Linked DNA regions of Macaca mulatta: region 1 is linked to region 2. Evidence: chromatin contacts called from public Hi-C data. All regions are on one chromosome and are shown on one strand. The core of a region is the stretch at or near the end of the contact, and the rest is flanking DNA. Distances in the headings are between cores, read along the strand shown. Region 1 holds the start of ASGR1 (asialoglycoprotein receptor 1). Region 2 holds the start of SLC16A11 (solute carrier family 16 member 11).

Region 1 (5,143 bases), core at 695-3,194, 140 kb after region 2:
GAGAAAAGAGGGCTGGGGAGGGGGGCTAAGCGCTGAGCCGCCCCATCCCACTGAGGCCCTGAGCTTTTGCTGACACCTAATGGCATGACTGCGTCACTGCAGCCAATCCAGGAGCCTCGGTCCACCCCCTCCTCCCGCGCCTTGCAACGCAAGTGAGTGACCCGCGCCTCGGAGCCGCTGCTGCTTCCCCTGAAAGTGGGAAAAGGCGGGAGGTTTCTTTCTCTGTCCGTGAATTCCCCTCGTCTTTGGCTGCGCGCAGGGAGAGAAGGTGCAATAGCTACCCTTCAGGCCCTCAAGTCTTCCACCCAGCAGGGGGAAGAGACACGTTAGCCCTGTGTCCTGAGAGTTGGAGGGTGGGGGGCCCGCCTGGGGCTCTCCCTGGCCTCTCTCCTCCGCTGCGGACCCTCCTTCCGTCAAAACGCGCTGCACCCCATCCCCCAAGATCTTCAGCCTTGCCCAGCCTAAACAAGTGCCTGCTCGGAGGACAAAGAAATGGGTCAAGGGGAATTTGCTTTTGAAGCAAGAGGGTGTCGTTCTCCCTCAGGTCAGAGATCCCTCATCCCCCGTCACAGAATCCTCAGACCCTTCGCAGAAACCTTTGCCCACTTCACCAAACTGATCACTGACACACACAGGCACGCGCACACGCACACACGCGCACACACACGCACGCACGACCAGGGCTCCCTGGGTGGCGTTGGAAGGGGAAAGGAAGAGGGGCCTGACTTCGTCATAGAAAGCCAACAGTGACCTCATCTTTCCAACTTCCAGCTGTTCCCACACCCCCTGGGTCTACCCCCAGTGCCAGGAGGCACAGGAAAGCTTTGGGCAGCTGTCACCAAGAAAGGGACTCCAACTCCACACCCTGCCCCTCTCTTGAGAGGGGCAGCTCCGACACTTTTTCCAGTGTTGGGAGAGGGAGACAGACGCAGAGAGAGCCAGGCTCACGGGCAAGAGTAGGAGCTGTGGTTGGGGGGTGGAGAACCGCCAAATTCTCGCCTTGTAGAGGCAGGGCAAGGCGGCCCTCACCTTTTCCGAGCTGATGGTGGTCACTCTCCTCATTGTCCAGATGCTGCAGGTCCTGATACTCCTTGGTCATGTTGGGCTGGTGCTGGAGCTGGGACTGAGTCAAGGCTGAGGCTGGGGCTGAGGTGGGGGCTCACGAGGACTAGAGCTGGAATGAGGGGCCCATCTTTTTACTCCCATCTGATTGACGGCTCCATGGAGACCTTTCTTCTTTCTTTCTCTCTTTTTTTTTTTTTTTTTTTTTTTTTTTTGAGACGGAGTCTTGCTCTGTCCCCAGGCTGGAGTGCAGTGGGGCGATCTCGGCTCACTGCAACCTCTGCCTCCCAGGTTCAAGCGATTCTCCTGCCTCAGCCTCCCGAGTAGCTGGGACAACAGGCGCCCGCCACCACACCCAGCTAATTTTTTGTATTTTAGTAGAGACAGGGTTTCACCGTGTTGCCCAGGCTTGTCTTGAACTCCTGAGCTCAGGCAATCCGCCCTCCTCAGCCTCCCAATGTGCTGGGATTACAGGCGTAGGCCGCCGCGCCCGGCCGAGACCCTTCTTCTTTCCTCCGTCCACCCCCAGGCCTGACATCCAGAATCTGTCCTCTGATGTTTCCCACCAGCACCCCCCACACAGCCTGGCTTTCCTCCACAGCCCTGCACCCCCAGCCAGCCTCCCGCCGCCTCTCGACCCGTTTTACTTGCTCGGGGTCTCAGGGTCTGACTCCCAGGTTCTTCAGTGCTGTGCAGATGCCGGACTAAGGAGGGGGGCTGAAGCTTGGAGAATGGGGGTGGGTGGACAGCCGTGGACGATGGAGTGGGAGCGGGCAGGGTCCATAGGAGGGCCCTGGGCCCCGGTGTCTCTGTGTCTGCGTGTCTGTGTGTCCAAGCACGCCAAACGTGGCATCTCCAGTGCCCGGGACTTTGGACAGTAAACAGGGGTGGAAATGGATTGGGACTTAGGGGAGTGTGGGGGCGGGAGTGGGGGATGGGTTGCCTCTGCTCTCCTGCCCAGGGAGGAAAATCATGTTGCCACCACACAGGCCAGTCACCTTACTCTTCTGTGCACCGTTTGGGAGGGGTGCCAGGCCAGGAGGCACTGGGGTGGGATTTGCCATATCCCCCCTCCCTCCCCGTTTCGCTTCCTGCCTCTAAATTCCCCAGAACTATTGGTGTCTCCAAATATCCCCGAACAGGATCAGAGGAACCGGTTCTCTGCTCTTGCCCAATCCAGGCCTGTGACCCTGGCACATGAGCTGCAGGCCCCAGTTCCCTGCGGGGCCGAGCCCCAGGCTTCCCAGCTCTGGCCTGACTTGCTTCCCTCTCCTGGGGAGTAAAGTCTTCCAAGCAGCATGAGGGCCGGTTTGGTTCCGGGAGAGGCAGGCGAGCCTCCGCTGGGACTGGTGCCAGCAAACCTCCATTCGCTGTTACTCTGTGCCTCAGGTCACCGCGTTCATGAACTTCTCTCATTATCCCCAGAGCACATCACATTTCACAGATGAGAAAGCTAAGGCCCTATAAGGTAAGAGCTTGCCCAGGGTCATGCTGCAAGGACGCAGCAAAGGGTACACTAGAACCTGAGCAGCCTGACTTCAGGCACTGCGTTCAGGCCCCAAAACCACACCCAGAGCCAGGATCCCATCCGGTTGACACAGCTGGGCTCCAGTGTCCCAGAGATGCTAAACCATGGTCCCTTACAGCCCCACGGAGCTTCAGAGAGAGCCATGTGAATTTGAATTATGCTCACTTGGAAATCAGACAGTATTAAAGATAATCTTGGCTGGGCGCAGTGGCTCACGCTTGTAATCCCAGCACTGTGGGAGGCCAAGGCGGGTGGATCACCTGAGGTCAGAGGTTCAAGACCAGCCTGGCCAACATGATGAAGCCCCGTCTCTACCAAAAATACAAAAATTAGCGGGGCATGGTGGTGCATGTCTGTAATCCCAGCTACTCAGGAAGCTGAGGCAGGAGAATCGCTTGAACCGAGGAGGCAGAGGTTGCAGTGAGCCAAGATCGTGCCACTGCATTCCAGTCTGGTGACAGCAAGACTCCATCTCAAAAAAAAAAAAAAAAAGATAATAAATTTAAGCTGGCTACAGTGGCTCATGCCTGTAATCCCAGCACTGTGGGAGGCCAAGGTGGGCGGATCACCTGAGGTCAGGAGTTTGAGACCAGCCTGGCCAACATGGTGAAACTGCATCTCTACTAAAAATATAAAAATTAGCCAGGTGCAGGCCTGTAATCCCAGCTACTCGGGAGGCTGAGGCAGGAGAATCGCTTGAACGCGGGAGGCGGAGGTTGCAGTGAGCTGAGATCGCGCCATTGCACTCCAGCCTGGGTGACAAGAGCAAGACTTTGTCTCAAAAAAAAAAAGGTAATAAGTCTCACTTTAGGTCCAAATGTGAAGTCATCCAAATCCTACTTTACAGTTATTTCAGTGAGAAAACAAGGCTTGAATTTTGAGAATTTTCAATGATGTGAGATATTCAGGAACACATCCCTTGCATAAAATGTGACAGCTCTGTGTGTGCCCTCCTTTGTCTGTGTCCTGACAACCACCGTGTCATTTACATGTGCTGGGACAATGGCCAATGATTTTGTTGACTGTTGGGCTGTTAATTAAACATCCTCTAATATAATCACTTACAATCTGGCTTATTCAGGCAAATGAACCTACATTATTTCGGTCGGAATAGTGGTCACCTGGTTGGGTGCGGTGACTCATGCCTGTAATCCCAGCACTTTGGGAGACCGAGCCAGGCGGATTAACTGAGGGTCAGGAGTTCGAGACCAGCCTGGCCAACATGGCAAAATCCTGTCTCTACTAAAAATACAAAAATTAGCCAGGTATGGTGGCAGGCACCTGTGGTCCCAGGTACATGGGAGGCTGAAGTGGGAGAAATGCTTGAACCTGGGAGACAGAGGTTGCAGTGAGCCGAGATCGTGCCACTGCACTCCAGTGTGGGCGCAGAGAGAGACACTGCATCTCAAAAAAAAAAAAAATTCTTTTTTTTTTTTTTGAGATGGAGTCTCGCTCTGTCACCCAGGCTGGAGTGCAATGGCGCAATCTTGGCTCACTCCAGGCTCCACCTCCCGGGTTCGCACCATTCTCCTGCCTCCTCCTCCCAAGTGGCTGGGACTACAGGTGCCCGCCACCATGCCTCCCTCGCAGAAATAGTGACTAGCCGAGAGCACAAGAGGCGCTTGGGGATGATGGAAAAGTTCAGCTCCTGGGTCTGGATGCTGGTTACACCATGGTGGTGTTCCGCTTGCAAAACTGCAGAAAGCTGTGCACTTATGATATGTGCATTTTTCTGTTTGCACATTATACTAGAGTAAGAGACTTTCAAATCTGATTTCTACTCTATAACCCTCATTCCCCAAACTCATTGATTAGGGGGCAGGGCTTGGATCAGTGCTAAAAAACACCCTCCAAAGCCAATAACATTTATTCTATTATTATTATTATTAGAGATGAGGGTCTCACTGTGTTGCCCAGACTGATCTCAAACTCCTGGCCTCAAGTAATCCTCCCTCCCCAGCCTCCTGAGTACCTAGGATTACAAGTTCGTGCCACCACACTTGGCAAAGCAAGTAACTTTAGAACGGAAGTCAGAGATGGAAGGGAAACAAATAATACCATGTACCAGGCCACTAACTTCCAGGCCCTCTGCAAAATACCAGAGATAATACTGAAAACGAAAAAGTAGCTAAAAACAAAACTATGCCACAATGGCAGTAGATCGATGCCCTCTGAGAATTCACGCATCCTTTACATTTATTCCTTTAAGAATATGTTAGGCCGACTCTGGTGGCTCACGTCTGTCATCCCAACACTTTGGGAAGTCAAGGCAGGAGGACTGCTTGAGGCCAGGAGTTTGAGGCACACGGGGCAACATAGCAAGACCCCATCGTGCCTGTAGTTTCAGCTACTTGGGAGGCTGAGGTAGGAGGATCACTTGAGCCCAAGAGTTGAGGCCACAGTGAGCTATGATGGTACCACAGCACTCCAGCCTGGATGATAGAGTGAGATCCTGTCTCAAAATAAGTAAATAAATTAATTTAATTTAATTAAAGATTATAGTCCAGGTGCGGTGGCTCACACCTGTAATCCCAGCACTTTGGGAGGCCGAGG
Region 2 (5,373 bases), core at 2,004-4,503:
CGCCACCACATACCTCCCTCTTGCCCATTATCCCTGTGGCTTAGAAAAGAAATTGAGGGCCGGACGCAGTGGCTCTCACCTGTAATCTCAACACTTTGGAAGGCCGAGGCGGGTGGATCACGAGGTCAGGAGTTTGAGACCAGCCTGGCCAACATGGTGAAACCCCGTCTTTACTAAATACAAAAATTAGCCGGGCGTGGAGGCATGTGCCTATAATCGCAGCTACTGGGGAGGCTGAGGCAGGATAATTGCTTGAACCCGGGAGGCGGAGGTTGCTGTGAACCAAAATTGCACCACTGCACTCTAGCCTGGGCGACAGAGCAAGACTCTGTCTCAAAAAAAAAAAAAAAAGAAAGAAAAAGAAAGAAAAGAAATTGAGAGAATGCTGAGGGCACAGGTTATAGATGTGTGGATAGCTTTGGTAGAACTGAAGTCTGAGCCTAGGATTCTTGTATTTCCCTCAGGGTCATAGAAGGAGATTGAAATGCAGGGAAGAGTTAGTCTGGGAGGTCTGGGGACTAGGGTAAGGGACATGAAGATGGGGCAGATAGCACCCACGAGCAACCCACCTCCAACCCCAGCAACACACTGAAACCGGCTGCCAGACAACTTTGCAAAGATTCCCTGTTCCGGCCAGGACTTGGGCAAAGAGAAATGGGTTGCCTGGACAGACAGTCGCCCTTCTTCATACCCAGGGCCTCCTGGGATCCTGTTCCTTTGAACCAGCCTTTCTGGCTGTCTTAAGTAGAATATTTTCAGGGTCCTAGATGGGTGAACAGTTGGAGGTTTCAGGAAAACCCAATAAAAATTCTTTATTGGGGGAGGGGCTCAAACAGGAAAATAATCAACAAGTGGTGTCCAGAGTGGAGCGAGGGCCTCCTGGGGACAGCAAGACTGCCTGGGGAGCGGGAAGCAGCTCCCCCCTCTCTGGGGGAGGCGTGGCTGGAGGGGAGGCTGGACCACAGGAGGGCAGCGCCTTGGGCAACCCTATGTAGATGAAGCTGCCGGAGAGGATCAAAGAGCCAGACACCAGGAAAGAGGTGGTGAAGTCTCCTGTCTCATCCCTTAGGAAGCCTGAGGAGATGGGTAAGGGAATTTAGAAGCCCCTAACCCCAGGGGCAGAGGATAGTTGTAGGCAGATCTGCGAGCTCAGGTCCTTACCTGATAGGGGAGGGCCCAGGAGCCCTCCGAGGCTCATCAGCATCATCACCAGTCCCGTGGCCTGCACCACACCTCCGATGCCCACCAGCCCGGGGAGCACACCGAAAACCAGCGGGGCGTAACTGCCCGCGCTCAGCCCATAGGCCACAGCCGCGGCCAGCAGGGGACCCCCCCAACTCTCTTCGCCCCCCACCACGGGCACCAGTCCCACTACCCACAGCCCCAGCCCAGTCAGAGCCCCGAATACGGCCAGCAGCCGCGGGAGAGGCACCCAGCCTTGGTCTGCCAGCCACCCGCAGACCAGCCGGGCGCCCGCATCACCCACCGCAGCCACGGCCACCACCAGCGCTGCCCCGTATCCCCCCAGGCCCCGGTCTAAAGCGTGGGGGGCCAAGTGCACGTAAGGAACGAAGTACCCGCCCCCAACCAGGGCTGTGCCTAGAGCAAAGATCGAGAAGGCCCGGCGTGTGAAGAGTCCCAGGCCGAGGGCAGCTAAGGGACTACGCGGTGGGGCTGGGGGGTCGCCAGGAAGGGCCAGGGGTAGCAGCAGGGCGCCACAAGGAGTGAGGTGGAGGGTGATCGCGCCGAGAAGGAGCAGAGCGCCCCGCCAGCCGAAAGTATCGAGGAGAAGCTGCAAGGCAGGCGCCAGGAGCAGCGAGGAGGCCCCGTTGCCAGTGAGCGCCAGCCCCACCGCCAAGACTCGACGGCGGGAGAAGTAACGCGAGAGGGTGCCTAGGGCAGGGGCGAACACCAGGGCCCAACCAGAGCCTGCGAATGAATGGGAGGGGATGTGGGCCGGCACTGGGGACGCCCTCCCCAGCATTCCCAGTCCTGCTCTCCGCACCAGGCCCTCGCCTCGTTCGCTACCCCAGTCCCATAAGCTCCTGTCCCCAGTTCACCCTGAATGACCCGGGCATCCCCCTTCCCTCACCAGCGAGGAGGCCCAGGCCGAGGTAGAGGTGCAGCAGACTGCGGGCGAAAGCCGAGAAGACGAAGCCCAGCGAGGCGAGGACACCCCCAACCATCACCACCGTGCGGGCTCCCCAGCGCGTGCTCAGGGCGCTGCCCACCGGGCCTGGAAGGGGGCGGAGTCAATAAAAGACACGCCCCCGGGCCCCCAAACTCTCTCCAACACCTCTCATTGGCTGTTTACCTCCCTCGAACTAATGGTTCCTCTCCTTGACCTTAAGATGCACTCTTTTCTAGAGCCGGTCGTCCTTTCTCAGGTTGTCGGGTAATCAGGGGGGTCTCCCATCCCTCCACTCACAGCCCCTCCTCCCCGTTCCCGTCTCTCGCCTCAGAGCCCGCCTCACTGGCTGCCTGCTGCACCGCCAGGGCCAGGGCGCTGATCCACGCAGTGTCCTGGGCGCTTCGGTCAAAGTGCTCGGCAAGGTCAGGGAAGGCAAGGCCCAGCGAGCGCAGCAGCCCGTAGGACAGCCCGTTCACTGCGAAGGCTGCGGCCGCCACCACCCAGCCCCAGCCCCCGTCCGGGGGTCCGGCGGGCTGGGGGGTCATCGCCGTCTGCGGGGGTAGGCAAACACCTGTGAGAGAAGCCTCTACGCCTGTGCTTCCGCTGGGAAGCTGGCATCCCTGAGATCCAGCCTCTGGCTGCTCCCCCGGGGTGGGCGGGTCACCCCGAGCGCGATGGCGCAGAGCAGAGGGAGCCGGAGCCAGGCCTAGGGCTGGAACTCCCGGGTCCGCGCGAGGTACCAGGACGGGGACAGCCAGATCCCCCAGGCCCGGGGCTCCCCGTCCCACGTACACTCCTTCCCCCTTACCCGACCTCTCCGGGCTGTGCGGGGAGGGGAAGGGCGAGGAAGGGCTGGGCCCGGCTTTCTCTCCGCTTCCCAGGCGGGCGGGGGCCCCGAAGGGGAGCGAGAGCAGCGATGGAGCCCAACTTGGACAAGCTCTCTCGGTAAACAGAGATCACCACAGGGGCCCGAGCCACCTGGGACGCCGGGGGTACGGAGGGCGGGGGCGAGCTGAAACAACCAATCAGCCAAGCCGCGGGTGAGGCCAGACACCAGTCCCACGGGGATTGAATTATGTACACACACAACCCCCAGCCCCGGGGAGGGAGTGGAGAGGAATGAATGCCGAGGGGCCCTGCCCTGCTCACACCCATGCACCTGCTGCCTGCTGCGCGCAGGGGAGACACGTGGATTGCAAACCCCAGCGAGCCCGAGCCCGGGGTCCACCGCCAACGCGGGGAAATATGGATGGTCCCAAAAGCCTGAGGGGATGAGTAGTTTTGTTTTCAGGAACATTGCTTAGGACCAGGTAGACCTCGGATATCAGATCACAGACTTCCACTGAGTGCCAGAGCTGTGCTTAGAATAGCAGACCCCCAGGCCGGGCACGGTGCACGCCTATAATACCAGCACTTTGGAAGGCCGATATGGGTGGGTCACCTGAGGTCAGGAGTTCGAGACCAGCCTGGCCAACGTGGCGAAACACCATCTCTACTAAAAAAACAAAGAAATTGGCCAGGCATGGTGGCACGAGCCTGTATTCCTAGCTACTCTGGAGGCTGAGGCAGGGGAATCTCTTGAACCCAGGAGGCAGAAGTTGCAGTAAGCCAAGATCATGCCACTGCACTCCAGCCTGGGCGACAGAGCAAGAGTCTGTCTCAAAAATAAATGAATAAATAAATAAATAAAATAACAGGCCCCCAAGGATAGAGGGTGAAACAGGACTCTCTCAAAGTGAAGACCTGTGATGTGCCAGGCACTGTTTACACATGCTATCATTTCATCTTATAATAACCCTATGAAGAAGTTGTTGCTCTCTTTTATTCATTTATTTTTTTTTAGATGGAGTCTCACTCTGTAGCCTAGGCTGGAGTGCAGTGGCGAGATCTTGGCTCACCACAACCTCTGCCTCCTGGGTTCAAGCGATTCTCCTGCCTCAGCCTCCCGAGTAGCTGGGATTACAGGCACATGCCACCACTCCTGGCTAATTTTTGTATTTTTTAGTAGAGATGGGGTTTCGCCATGGCCAGACTGGTCTGGAACTCATGACCTCAGGTGATCCACCACCTTGGCCTCCCAAAGTGCTAGGATTACAGGAGTCAGCCACCGCGCCCGGCTGGTGTCGTGCCTCTTTTATAGATGCAGTAACTGAAGCTCACAGGGAAAAAATGGTGTGAATATTTGAATTTAGGTCTGTCCAACTGTGGGACCTACAGGGAGAACAATCCTGGAACTGAAACAAAATCTGGCACAGTTAAGAGAAATATCCTGGATACAGCTTGATGCAAACTGCCCTGGAAAGGGCGGAACCATTGCAGGGACAGAAAACACAGGATTCTAAAATAAGGGGTCACTGGGAATAGAAAGGATTCTTGAGATCAGAATCTCTAAACACTTAGGTTAGAATTTTATTTTTTACGTATGTATGTATGTATGTATGTATGTATGTATTTACAGAGACAGGGTCTGGTCCAGGCTGAAGTGTAGTGGTGCCGTTATGGCTCCCTGCAGCCTCGACCTCCCAGGCTCAAGCGATCCTCCAACTCAGCCTCCCGAGTAGCTGGGACTACAGGCTCCACGCCACCATGCCTGGCTAAATTTGTTCATTTTTTGTAGAGAGGGGGTCACAGTATGTTGCACAGGCTGGTCTCAAGCTCCTGGACTTCAGCAATCCTTCCACCTTGGTCTCCCAAAGTGCTGAGATTACAGTCTACCATGCCTGGCCAGGTTAGAATTTTGAAAGCAAAGTAAGAAATCAGGTCATGGAACCCAGGTATTGATTTTTTGAAACACTTTATAGAAAATGTCCTTTTTGACAGGTTGACATTCTTTACCTCAGCTGTTTGAATTCCCAGGTGTGTTCTTTGGTTTAATTATTAAACATAGGATAGAACATTCAGCAACCTAAGTTGGGATCATGCATCCACCGAGCCACATGATGGCAGTGTTTCCTAATTGTTGGGAAAGAATCTGCCTGTAAAGACAAGAAAAACGCTTCTTAAGGAGCGCAACTGTAAACATGAAAAACACAGCATGACCTTCAACGGCTCTCCACTGCCTAAAGAGGGAAAAAATTACATTTCTGTACTCTGTACAGGCCTTTTACAAGAATCAAAGGTAGACCTAGGTTACCGTTCCAAACCGTCTCTCCTCCCTCCCTTTTGCAGCCTCCCATCAGCCACTATCTTCTCTGCTCCATGGACATGCCTAGCTTTTCCTCACTCCTCAATTTTTGCAAATG

What was found. A called contact is a pair of places that touch in the nucleus more often than the background predicts.
Region 1: a contact with region 2 is called in a Hi-C map of fetal cortex germinal zone, with 5 times the contacts expected there. The contact joins the promoter of ASGR1 here to the promoter of SLC16A11 in region 2. A contact is called at or near these places in 3 of 14 Hi-C or Micro-C datasets (fetal cortex germinal zone, fetal cortical plate and liver).

The regions. Positions count from the first base shown.
Region 1 is chr16:8,661,823-8,666,965 of T2T-MMU8v2.0, forward strand. It overlaps ASGR1 (asialoglycoprotein receptor 1), which reads right to left and starts at 1,945. Exons shown (of 10, transcript XM_077970163.1): 1 at 1,710-1,945; 2 at 1,030-1,174. The coding sequence starts at 1,099.
Region 2 is chr16:8,516,017-8,521,389 of T2T-MMU8v2.0, forward strand. It overlaps SLC16A11 (solute carrier family 16 member 11), which reads right to left and starts at 3,254. Exons shown (of 5, transcript XM_015118415.3): 1 at 2,940-3,254; 2 at 2,475-2,682; 3 at 2,093-2,236; 4 at 1,162-1,929; 5 at 787-1,074. The coding sequence starts at 2,676. The coding sequence ends at 845.